3 separate regions of the Mus musculus genome follow, and regions 2 and 3 are each linked to region 1. A link is a contact called in public promoter capture Hi-C data. All regions are on one chromosome and are shown on one strand. Each heading gives the region's core, a stretch centred on a gene start, on an enhancer-like site or on the middle of the called end of the contact. The rest is flanking DNA. Distances are from core to core; before and after follow the strand shown.

The links. Promoter capture Hi-C pulls out the DNA fragments that hold promoters and counts their contacts.
Region 2: a promoter capture Hi-C map of hematopoietic stem and progenitor cells shows a contact between it and region 1. The contact joins the promoter of Epb41l2 here to the promoter of Arg1 in region 1. A contact is called at or near these places in 5 of 39 promoter capture datasets (the 3T3-L1 cell line, cranial neural crest, hematopoietic stem and progenitor cells and 2 more) and 2 of 115 datasets of contacts at active chromatin or transcription factors (bone marrow-derived macrophages and microglia).
Region 3: a promoter capture Hi-C map of embryonic stem cells shows a contact between it and region 1, with 16 read pairs. The contact joins the enhancer-like site here to the promoter of Arg1 in region 1. A contact is called at or near these places in 13 of 39 promoter capture datasets (the 3T3-L1 cell line, 3T3-L1-derived adipocytes, the C10 cell line and 6 more), 5 of 115 datasets of contacts at active chromatin or transcription factors (craniofacial prominence, embryonic basal ganglia, embryonic limb bud and 2 more) and 4 of 9 other capture datasets (adipose tissue, embryonic stem cells, liver and 1 more).

The regions. Positions count from the first base shown.
Region 1 is chr10:24,925,458-24,929,490 of GRCm38.p6, forward strand. It overlaps Arg1 (arginase, liver), which reads right to left and starts at 2,013. Exons shown (of 8, transcript NM_007482.3): 1 at 1,855-2,013. The coding sequence starts at 1,911. Gm40616 (a long non-coding RNA gene) reads left to right here. Exons shown (of 4, transcript XR_001779741.2): 2 at 1-360; 3 at 1,505-2,316.
Region 2 is chr10:25,357,862-25,361,894 of GRCm38.p6, forward strand. Epb41l2 (erythrocyte membrane protein band 4.1 like 2) reads left to right here and starts at 1,937. Exons shown (of 20, transcript NM_001199265.1): 1 at 1,937-2,120.
Region 3 is chr10:25,183,383-25,187,415 of GRCm38.p6, forward strand. All of the region lies in intron 7 of Akap7 (A kinase (PRKA) anchor protein 7), which reads right to left. Among named protein-coding and RNA genes, the nearest start is that of Gm36313, 31 kb to the left of the region's middle. Within about 2 kb of position 1,724, at least 19 of the 459 cell types and tissues checked have an H3K27ac peak or open chromatin away from gene starts, as enhancers often do. A contact at or near this core is called in embryonic stem cells, where this site is marked.

The sequences.
Region 1 (4,033 bases), core at 763-3,262:
TGCCCACAGCTAAGGGGAATCTCTGTCAGAGGAGCTTGCCTGAGACTGGGAGAGGGCAGCAGATGGCATTTGAAGACAGAGTCTCCTAAAAGGGCTTTGACCATGATGGTGGCCTCTGCTGATGCCCAGAGGCCAAAGTCTGTTTCCTTCCTGCTGTCCTCCTGGGTTCCCTCCCTCTTTTTTTTTTTTTAATTGTTGTTGTTGTTGTCATCATTTTCAAGTCTGTTTTATAAACCATTTCAAGGATAAATGAAGGGCTGGTGAGATGGCCCAGTGCCTGAATGTATATGAATCTTGAAGACATAAACACACACACACACACTTAAGAAGAAAAGTAAAAATTTTAAAACAAAAGAACAGGTAAGCATATTATGGATTTTTTTTTAAATGTTTGCTTCATTATGTGTGTGTGCATGTGGGGGTGGCTCATGGAGGCAGAACATGGTGCTGAGTTCTCTGGAACTTGAGCTATGGGCAACTGTGAGCCGTCTGGTGTGGGGGATGGGAACTGAACCCTTGTCTTCTCAAAGAGGAGCAAGTGCTCTTAACCACTGAGCCACTTATCCAGACCCATATTGTGATTTTTTGTTTGTTTGTTTGTTTTGGTTTTTCGAGACAGGGTTTCTCTGTATAGCCCTGGGTATCCTGGAACTCACTTTGTAGACCAGGCTGGCCTCGAACTCAGAGATCCACCTGCCTCTGCCTCCCGAGTGCTAGGATTAAAGGCGTGCGCCACCACGCCCGGCCATATTGTGGTTTTAAAGGCATCATGAATCAACAAAATACCCCCATATTCTAGTGTTCTGGGAGAGCTCTGTGGAGATTTTTCCATAGAAGGTGAAATGCTATTACTGATACCAAATACAGTCTGGGTCTCCAACCTTCCACAATTTGTATAGTGAAGAGGGTGTGTGTGTGGGGGGGGGCGGGGGGCAGATTATATCTTTAGGTTCCACAGTTTAAAAGGCTAAAGGCTGCCTGAGTCTAAAAGCCAAGAGAAAGACCCCACGTAAAACAAAAGGACCCAGGAGTCACACACCACCTTGCTTGGCTTGGATTCCCCCCGTCCTTTTTAAACACAGAGAGTTGGAGCCTAAGGCATCCTGCTATCTCATTCTAATTAGCAGCCTGAGCGTATCCACGCAGACGGGGAATGAGGAGCGCATTTAGGCAGTGCTGACATGCGTGAGTCACTTAGGCGGGCTAGGCAGAGATTTATGGATCCATTAGTCGTGCAGACCTGATGTATTGTTTTATTTGTTCTCCTTAAAGAGAGATGTAAACCCCCCACCTCCCCCCCCATCTCCCCCCCCCAACTAATACTCAAAATCATTAAGCTCAAAATACCATGAATTCTTCGCAAACTTGCAAAAGCTCTATTATTTAAGTTATCCAAATTAAAACAAGCCTAAAGGCTACCTACCACCACCCATTACATTTTTCTAAGCATGAATTACGTAACCAGACTAATGTGTTTTCTTACAATCTCTCACTCCATACTCAGAAAACATCAAAAGCACCAAGAGCCACCGTAACTATGAGAGAAACTGCAGCCCAGACACAGGTGATCTACATCCAGAGGGTTTTTCTTCAAGCTTTGTAGTGACTCTTTGTCTTGAAATGGACTTTGGCAGGATCCAAAAGTCGGCAAGCATACTATGCCACACAGTGGTGAAGAGACTTGAGCTCTAGCACCTGGAGCCCAGATGGTGCTGGGAAGCTTGTAGCCCCAAGGCAACGCCTGTTAAGTGTTAAGAATGTAACATTTCCAGCTTGCAGCTAGACCACGATGCCTGGCAAGTGTTAAAATGTAACACTTCCCAATAAATTCCAGTCATTCAAAGCCAAACTCACCTGTCCTTTTGAGAAAGGCGCTCCGATAATCTCTAAGGACTTTGGCTTGGAGCTCATGCTCTCTCTGGGTTCCAGCGGCTGCTGCTGCTGCATGTGCTCGGGCTGTCCAGCTCCTCTCCACCGGCCGTAACCCTAAAAGACAGAGGGCACATCTTTTTCCCCCCTTATAATCAGGTTGGATCTGTTTATCCAACAACTGGCTCCGCCCACCGAATGGAAGAATGACAGAGTCAACAGAACCTCCCCATCAGAGGAACTACCATTCTTCCCTCTGAGCATTATTCATCCGTCCAGTTCACACCCTTTTGAAAAAGCCAGCTGGATGACATTAATCTCTCCTCAGACAATTGACAATTATGTGTGATTTCATAACCTCATGTGAAGTGCTAGGCTTCCGGCCTGGGCACCTCAGGGCAGGGTGCTCACCTTTTCCAGGATTTAAGTCCACTGGGGACTTGCAAGGTGAGGCTAAAACAGCAAGTGGGGGGGGGGGGTGAGGGGGTGGGGGGGGTGTCTCTTACTTCCCTCCTGTTGAGCATCCTGAGTCAAGGCTTCAAGTTCTGGGGAAAGTGAGACACATTTCATGTGTCACCAGGTTACACTGTCTAGGAAAGCATGGGGCTGGTTTTTGTTTTATATTGTTGTTGTTGTTATTATTATTATTATTTACAGGAAGGCATCATTTATTTCCCTGACAACCCAAAGCAGTTCTATTTTTGAAATACAGTCTCCAGGAAAATCTCATTTTTGGAATCATGATATCCCAAGATAGGGAAAGCAAACTAGCTAATATGAGTTGTCTTTGTCGTGTGCCAAGTGCTATTCTAGTTAATGTTCTTTCGCTTCCTGTTTCCTCTTTAAACTAACTTCAGACTGAGAATCATTCTTATGCTGTTTTGCCCAGGAAGAGACTGCAGCTTGGTGAGGTTGCTAGTCACATACAGGTTGCAGAAGAATCGAAACGGAGCAATGGGCATTCTGCACCCGCCGAGCTGCCGCGATTCTAATCTACACACCAGCAGAGTGTCAGCAGGGCCCCCTGAGATCTAGGGCAGATGAGAGAGGCCAGCCGGTAACACCAAGCCCGATGACCCGAGTTTGACCCGAAGAACCCATTTGGTGCAAGGAAAGAGTCAACTCCTCCAAGTTGATCTCTGACCTCCACGTGGGTGATGTGGTCCGGTCCCTGTGTAAAGCCACCCCCAACACTAAAGAAATATTTTTAAAAGTATTAATTTAGAAGAAACACAACCAAGTATTCTCCCAGTTACAAAGTTACATGATTATAATTTTAAAAAGAAAACCCACATGTCAGAAGTAAATTTCTTTAACCTTGTGAGGACAAAAAGCACCCAGAATTTTAATACCTCAAGAAAGATTCTGTTCCCTCTACCATCAGTACATAGAATCGTTCAGTACAAAATAAACATTGACTTATTGATTGAATAAATGTATTGCATTTATTGAATGAATAAATCAAGAAGCCAAAGTCCCTCAGGACCATTTTGATACCTCCTTTTCAAATATATTTTTCATCTTACTATGTTTTTCTGATATACGGTTATAGATTTTTTTAAAAAATTGATTTATGTAAGATAGAATTTTCCTATATATTTGAAGCTAGCTAGGAATTTAAGTTTTACCTGCTCCCAGATCCCAAATGTGCACCTCTACATTTTTGTTTGCTTTTTGGAGACATGTTTTCTTTGTGTGGCTCTGGCTACCCTAGAACTAGCCCTATAGACCAGGCTAACCTTGAACTCACAGATAGCAATCTGTCACTGCCTCCTGAGTGCTGGGATTAAAGGTGTGTGATACCACCACCTGTCAATACCTCTACATTTTCTTCTATTTAATTTAAACTTTCTCTTTCTTTGGGCCTCTTGGTGCTGGCCCACAAATTCCAGCTATTTGAGAGGATGAGGCAGGGGGATTATAGGTTCAACACCTGCTGGGGTTATAGGGTTAGTTCAAAGGTCAACACAGAACCTGCCCCAAAGGTAAAAAGAAAAGAAGAAAAATGCCATTCAGGGGTAGATTGTTTTCCTGCCTGAAAGATGCTGGGCTTAAGTCTTGGATGCATGAAGAATTTGCTATTCACAGTGATTGCTGACTGTTGCGTCCATTTTTTTTTTTTTGTATTTTGTTTAAATCCTCCATTTCCCCTTTGTCTCTCCCA
Region 2 (4,033 bases), core at 687-3,186, 430 kb after region 1:
GCAGGTCAGGAAGCAGGAGCTGATGCAGAGGCCATGGAGGGATGTTATTGGCTTGCTCAGCCTGCCTTCTTATAGAACCCAGGACTACCAGCCCAGGGATGACGCCACCCACAATAAGCCCTCCCCCTTGATCACTAATTGAAAAAATGCCTTACAGCTGGGTCTCATGGAGGCATTTCCTCGAGGGAGGCTCCTTTCTCTGTGGTAATTCCAGCTTGAGTCAAGTTGACACACCAAACCAGCCAGTACATGATCAACATGGTGAACATCTGTCTCAAACAAAAATGAAATATGTCTTATTCTTAGTATGGAATCCAAATTACAGATATTTAATTTCAATGTCTTGGAAAGTACTGGATCTTGAAGTTTGGTTTATGGGAGCTGCCTCTGTGGACCAGGTCTTAATTATTTCCCTGAAGGTCTTGGGTTGAAAGGCTTGGTCCCCAGTTAATGATACTGTGGGGAGGTGGGAACTTTTGCATGTGAGACCTAGTTGGAGGAGGTTAGGTCACTGGGTATATGTCAGTGGAAGGTATATTAGGACCTCAGTCTCTCAATTCTTGCTTCTCAGATTCCATGAGGTAGTTTGCTCAATGTGGTCCCTGCCGTGATACCTTGCCACCCATTCAAAGTAAAGGACTGGGTGACCAAGGACAGAAGCCTATGGCGCCATGAGGAAATCTCTTCAAAGTTATCTGTTTCAGGCATTTCCTCATAGCAACAGAAAAGCAACACCAATTATTCCAAGCCTTCTTTATGCTAGAAATGTATGTAATCAGGATTCCAGTATTCATTAAACAGCTTATCAAACTCTCCTTGTGTTCTTAGCGTCTGGGACTGAAGTCAACTAAGTCAACTCAAGTTCCTGACACACAACAAATGCTATTATAGCAATAATTTTATTATTTACAAGGATGATTCTAGCAAGTAATTTATTTCCCCAACTCTTTTCTTTTTGATGTAGGTACCCTTTTCATAGCGAGGAACCAGCTGATAAAACACCTGCATGTGTGCCATTACCTGGGAAGTATCCACACGCAAGGCATTGCTACTGATGGTTAATTTGATCTTGCTAATTTTACAATGTTTAGGAAGGAAATTGGCAGAGGTGAATCATTAAAGATTTTATTAGAGGTGGGAGGAAGCAAATGACTAGAAGAACACAGGGTGGGGTTGAAGATGCTGGAGGCAGTGGGCTGCCACTCTGACAGCTTGACATGCAATGCTCAGAAAAGATGAAATAAGTAGAAGAGATTGAGGTCTAATTGTACTAATGTGTAAAACTTACCACTATCTATCTATCTATCTATATCATTCATATATATAATATATACATATCACGTGTGTGTATTTTTTTATTTTAATTTTTTGTCACTGCCTTATCCCCATTATACTTTGCAAGCTAGGTTCTCAATTCTCTGCCGGGAGATATCCTGACTAGTAAGGCTGAGCATCAAAGCGCCTCTCCTCCACAGGGTTTACCCAATCTCTCCTGCCTCTCCCACAGGAAGAATAAATGGATTCTTTTCAAGCCTATCCTGTGAAAGCACTTCTTTCACTGCAGACTGAGGGGGGACCCGGCTTTCCTTATTCGGTTTCCTGGACCTGCTCTACCGTCTACCACGAAAAAGGCATCCAGTGAAGGTTTGGTTAGTGAAAGCACTCCGAAGAAAGAACTTTTCGAAGTTGAGAGGGCATTTAAGGCCAAGATACTCAGAAAGAACGCCTCGCACACGTGCACTGGCTGTCATTATCTCCAGGGTCGCTCCGAGGGCGAAACGCACCCCTGCGGCGGGGCACTGGGCCCGAGAGCCGCGCGAACCCCTCGGGAAGGCCCCCCTCCCACGCCAGCAGGCGCCGGGGGCGTGGCTTTGGCCGTGGGGCGTGGCCTGCCCGCGGGGGTTTCCGCGCCCGGGGCGTGCCGGGCGGGGGACGAGGGCGGGGCTTCCGCCAGGAGGGGGCGGGGCTTGCGCGGAGAGTTCTCTGACGGCCCCAGTCAGGGAATTTCAATTTGAAACCCAGAGGAGGGTGGAGGCGGCGGGTGCGGAGGGCCGGCGGCGTCCGAGGCTGGAACGGGACGCGTTCCCGGGGCGAGCAAGCTCGAGAGGGGCGGTGTCCGGGTAAGGAGGCGAGCGGGCTGCGGAGTGGCGGGCGGGGTCCTGACACGCTGCAGGCGGGAAGCGGACCCCGGCAGGAAGCCCGGACGGCCATCCCGGGCGGGGGAGGGGGCGGCCGCGGGCCCGTCTCTCTCCTTCCCGGGCGGGGACCGCGGCGGCGTCCCCGGGCTCTCGCGCCCCGGCCCTGCCGAGGCGTGCGGCTCCATCCTGGGTGCCGGGGGCTCGCCGCGCCCTCTCTCCCGAGGGTCGCCAGACGCGGGCCCGCGGCGCGCGTGGGCTCTGCGGGAGTCGGGGAGGGAGCGCGCCCCGCCAGCCACCCAGCCCCACGCGCGCCGCAGGTCGGGCCAACGCGGGCGACCCTCTGTCCCCGCCGCCCACTGTGCGGTCTGGAGCTGAGGACAGACACCCTCGCACGTTTTCTGCGGCGAGCCTTCCAGCTCGGACACCAGGCCATCCGCCCCCGATGGCTTCTTTTTCTCGGCGCTGGCAGCTGAGGGGTGGGAGCAGTTTAGGTGAGCTGCAGGTCAGGGGCTACGAGGAGGAAATAACCGAGTCGGTGGCGTTGAGGTTGGCATCTCGGGATCCCCCATCCTCAACCCCAGACGTCTGCGGTGGACGTTAGTCATTAAATGTCCCCAGACGCCAGCCTCAGGCGGGGCCAAGTTTTATTTATTTATTTGGGGTGAAGTTAGAAGAGCGCCCTCTTCCCCCGGTGTCTTATTTTGGGGAGTGGTCTCCGTGGAGCTTCCTTACAAAATGAGGAAGCCCTTCAGAAAATCTGTCACCTGAACAGCTGTCCCTGATTTTTAAGGTTCCTGGGAGAGTGGTAGGCACGGTGGCATCTAGGGGAGTTGTACTTACATTTCCTCCTTTGGGAATCAAGATTCTCTCTGTTTCTTGAACTTTGTTGCATGTGAAATGTGGGGTGTGCAGGGCAGTATGTTCTTGTTTCTGTGATTAGCTACAAAACAAAACAAAAACGGTCTCAGTTTTCTCCACTCATTTTTCTTCAGTCCTTCCTGTCTGTCTTTCTTCTTTTCTTTTCTTTTCTTCTCTCTCTCTCTCTCTCTCTCTCTCTCTTTCTTTCTTTCTTTCTTTCTTTCTTTCTTTCTTTCTTTCTTTCTTTCTTTCTTTCTTTCTGGGAGTTCATTATCTCTGTATTCTTCATTGCCTTATCACGCTGCATTAGCAACATTTTAGTCTACCCTGTCAGACATTCCCGTGGATTTGAGGAAAACTCGATCCGTTTCTTGGCTGTGGGAGATGAAGTTTAGAAGTTGCAGTGCTTGTACAGGTTTTCCTGTGCTATTCAGTTTGTTTGCAGGCTCCTGCTGTGAGAAATCTGGTTTGTCTTGCAGCCCCTGGTGGGCTGCCTTGCAATGTTATCCTGGATCTTGGTAGGCACCAGCAGCCCCCTCAGGTTGCTAGTTTGACATAACTTTGAGAGAGAGAAAGGCTATGTCACCTGTTAGGGCTAGGGCGATCATTTCAATAATTTGGTTTGAGAGCCACCATCAAACCTCAGAGGTCTTTGTACCCTTTGGAGAGCTGGAGGAGTTGAAGTAGTGGTGTGAAGTTTGCCCAGTTTAATCCTATTCTGTGTTCTCCACTTCTGAGGCAGAATTCCCATTGAAGTCAGCAGTGGTCTTGCTTGCAAACTGCCTATTGAGAACAAGAGGCTGCTCATTAACAGGAGAGGACGGTCCCCTCTCCTTTAAAACAATCCCCTGTAAGAAGGATCTAGTCCTAACAGTTCTTCACTCATTTACCTCTAGTAGAAGTAGGACACTGTGTGCAAGAAAAAAAAAAAGTGTGGCTGGATTGAGCCATCAGCTCTCTTGAAGTCTAATGAGAGGGAGACTGTTAAAAGGAATCCAAAGCTCAGCTGTTATTTAACGCCGTGCAATAGATTTTCA
Region 3 (4,033 bases), core at 474-2,973, 260 kb after region 1:
GCAGGAGTAGTCAAGTCCACCACGGCATCCTCTAGGATGCGCTGACTCACACCCGGGTTCCTCCTTCCCCTGCTCCTGGTAACTGTGTTCAGAAACTCTCTTAATAAACCTGCCCCACAGAAAGCACCTGGTATGTGGACTTTCTCCCACACATGGAAGTCCAAAGCTCAATCCATACGTCAAAAGAAGGATCTGGAAACCAGGAGACCTACCTAGCTCTACATTTCTAAAACCTGCCAAAGCTGTTACTCAAATACAGATCAGCCTGGCTCTAACACATCACACTTTTGACATTGTACCACAATGCTAGTCTCTATCTAGTACTTTATACAACTATACATACTATAGTCCTTTTCACTCTACACTGAGACATATAATCATAAAATATGTTTATGCCTTTTCTCAAGTGACAGGGTCAGAATGGCATACCTGGGTCCCTGTGAAAGCCACTCAGCCTTCCTCTGCCCCACTCTTTACACAGTACAGATAACAGCAGCTCTGCAGTGCAGGGCGATTATGAAAATAAAGATTTTTTTTTTTAAAGGCAGCAACTGAATAGTAAGCACTTTCATTTTTTTTCTGTCGTTTTAAAAGATTTTTATTTTTAATTGTGTGCATATGTGAGGGGGCAGGGTGTATTGAATGCAAGTGCCTGCAGAGCCAAGAAGAGAGTTTGGGATTCACATGAGCTGACATACAGACAATTGTCGGCTCTCCAACCTGAGTGCTAGAAACTGAACTCTGGTCCTGCACAAGAGCAGCACGCCGTCTTAACCAGTACACGGAGCCATCACTATTTCTTAAATGCTCTTTAAAAGTTGTCTTAAAAGGTATGGAAATAATTGCAAACAAGAAGTTTCTAGTGCATGGACAGGTAGTGTAGCAGTGAGTGTAGCTGCTTCTAGCAATGCTCTGTATTGTTCTGTGCAGCTTAAAGTACACTCCTTTACAATTGAAGAATGTCCCATTGTGGTTTAGAGAAGTACTGTAAATTAATTCATCTTGCAAAAGGTGTCCAGCAGACGTATAAACAAACTGCATCAGGAATAGCAGGGTACAGATGGCTTTCAGTGTCTAGATGCACTAAACTCAAACATGCGGCATCGTAAGAATAAGCCCATCAGGTTCGGTTTGCATGCAACTCCCCAAAGAGCATGCCTACTACTACAAGACCGGTGTCATGCATTCATGATAAATGCCACAGCCATTCAATCAGAGTCACCCCAGCTTTCTCTCATCTTCTTGGCAATCGCTACACACCTTCCATCACAAGGCTTCCTGACAGCTAGTCACGCCTTTCTACTAAATTCCCAAAAGATCTGATATCGTTATTAGCATAAAAACACAGTGGTAGAGTTAACCTAGAAATAAAAGAAAAAATCAGGACCAATAAAAAGAAAATTTTAATAAACAAGTAAAGACCAGGGAAGAGCCCAGGTCATAGAGGGGTGGATCAGGGAGCCATGGGATTCCTCGTGTCCTCAAACTCAGAGGAAAGCAGCAGTATAGTGATTATGCCAGGAGCCCAAAGAGCATTCAGGATCAGGCTCGCTCATAGCTGCACAGGGCTTGAGGTCACATCCCTCCCAATCTCCTTCCATACCTTCCTCCCACCCTTTCACTAAGCAAACAAGATTATTAGGCTCACTCCACTTCTACCTGTGTGTTCTGGCTCCCCTCCCTTTCTACAGAGCTCCTACAGAGCTGTTAAAAACTTCCCCTAGGTTACCCTGTGGGCCATAGCAGCACCGCTCAATAGCTCTCCAGGAGCCCTGTAGGAGAGGGCAGCAATGGCACACTGGCCATTCAGGTGCAGCTCCTGATCTTCTATGTGGGAAGGAGAGAAGAACTCTTTGTTTCCCAGAGCTGAGGGAAGTCCCACCTCCATAAACCAGTGAGGCCAGTAAGCGTGAGAACAGAGAAGCCGCTGGGAGCCACAGTCAACACCAAGCAAAAGCTGAGAAGGCAACGGTTGGGGATATGGCCACTCACCATAAGTAAGTGGTTAGTGGTTAGTGGTTAGTGGTTAGTGGTTAGTGGTTAGTGGTTAGTGGTAAGTGGGTGCCACGCAAGCACATGGAGCCTAGTTCAACCCCCAGAACCCACACAAAAGTGCCGAGGAAGCTGCACACATTCATGACCTCAGCACTGAAGACACAGAAACAGGCAAGACTCCTGCGGCGGCTAGGTGGCCATTCAATCTTGCCACACTGAATGAGCCCCAAGATAGGAACCCTGTCTTAAAAAGAAAAAAAAAAAAGCCATCACACATACACATGGACACACATGAGCACACAAATGGACACACGTGTGTGCACATGACTGAACGTAGGGAGAGGTAGAGTGCCGACAATGTTCAGGCAGGCTGTCTTGTTTGTGCTCATCAGCCAATGAGTCTTCTCATAGATCTTCCATTTTCAGTAAGACGCTGTCTTGATATGTTAGCTCCTCATTGTCCCTCCTGTTTTTACTCTAACTGGTTCCCAGGCACCTCCCAGAATTCCTCAGACTTTTAGCTATTTTAGCCAATGCTGCCTTAGGTCCTGCCATGAGCCTTCAGTTCCTTTAGCCCTGACAAAGGGCAGTCTATTGTTCTCAGTGCTGATCTGCACTGGCCATAGGCCTAAGTACCCACCCGCTCACTAGCTGGTCCCCACAGCAGGGGCTAGTAGCTGTATCCTTAATACAAAATACAGGGACTAGTTTAAGGGCTATCCACCATTCCCTCCAAACAGCATAAACAAGACTATAGAGTGTGCATAAGGCATTTAAAAATAGTACTTACGAATCTATGACAAACTAGCTTTTAAGTAATTTGTTCTCTTCATGAAGGGGAAGAAAGATGACCAGCGGAGATAGCCAATGAGGGGGAAATGGGGTGAATATGAACAACAGATATACACACATACACCAGTGCTGTAACTAAACCCACAATTCAGTCCGTTAACTAAAAAATAAGTAACAATCTGTGCATCTTAAGTGTAGTCTCCCCTCCCCCAGCCTAAAACCTGCTTGCTCATGGGTGGAGCTTCCCGCTCAATCGTTCTGCCACGCCCACTGCTGGAACCTGCCGCTTTGCTGTTTGGTGCCATCACGTGATCACCCTGCTACTGGACCCCAAGATTATTTGGCGGGAATTGGGCCCCTCCCCCTTCCTTTATAACTGAGTGCCGAAATAGTAAAAATTAAACCTTGAGCAGAGAGCTTTGTCTTGGTTCCTTCCTTATCTCGCACAGCCCAGCCCCTCTTCTCTTGGTTTCCAAAATGCCTTTCCAGGCTAGAACCCAGGTTGTGATCTACTGGCCAGACATAACACTCAAGTTTGTTAAATATATGTAAATTAGGCTTTTCCTTAGAAACATTAACTAATTTGAATTTCCATATATCATGCCTATTTTGAAACAGTCACATTTTTATAGACTTTGAAATGTTTTTATTCAAACTACAAATTTTACAATTTTCTTAAAAAGCTCACATCATTGTTTAATATGATTAGTACTTTAGTCTCCAAAGAAATAAGAACTACAAATGAGCATAAACTAAATGTTCATCTTAGAGCAAAGAAAACCATAGATGTTATTAAAGCATAGACAACAAGTATGGGTCTGTTATGAAGCTGTGGTGTCTCAGCTTCAACCCTACCCCTCCTCATTAAGATTGGTGATACAAAGGCTGAGGCTCACAAATTTATCCGTTGGCCAGATGCACCTGTTAGGTTCTCCCAGGAGGACAGCTAGAGATTAAATGAAATTTTCACTAAGGGGACAGAGCAATTTGGTCACTGTCCCCACCTCCGCTGCACCAGCCACCTGCCTCTGCTTCCTACTGCTCCACACTGCCCCTCAGTGCCCCCCAATACCTCCCCCACTGCCACCATTGCCCCTCACTGCTCCTTGCTGTCCCCCACTGCTCCTCACTGCTCCCCAACACCTTCTACTGCTCCCCTACCATCCCCTTCTGCCCCTTGATGCCCCCCACTGCCCCTCACTGCTCCTTGCTGTCCATCACTGCTCCCCACTGACTTCTACTGTCC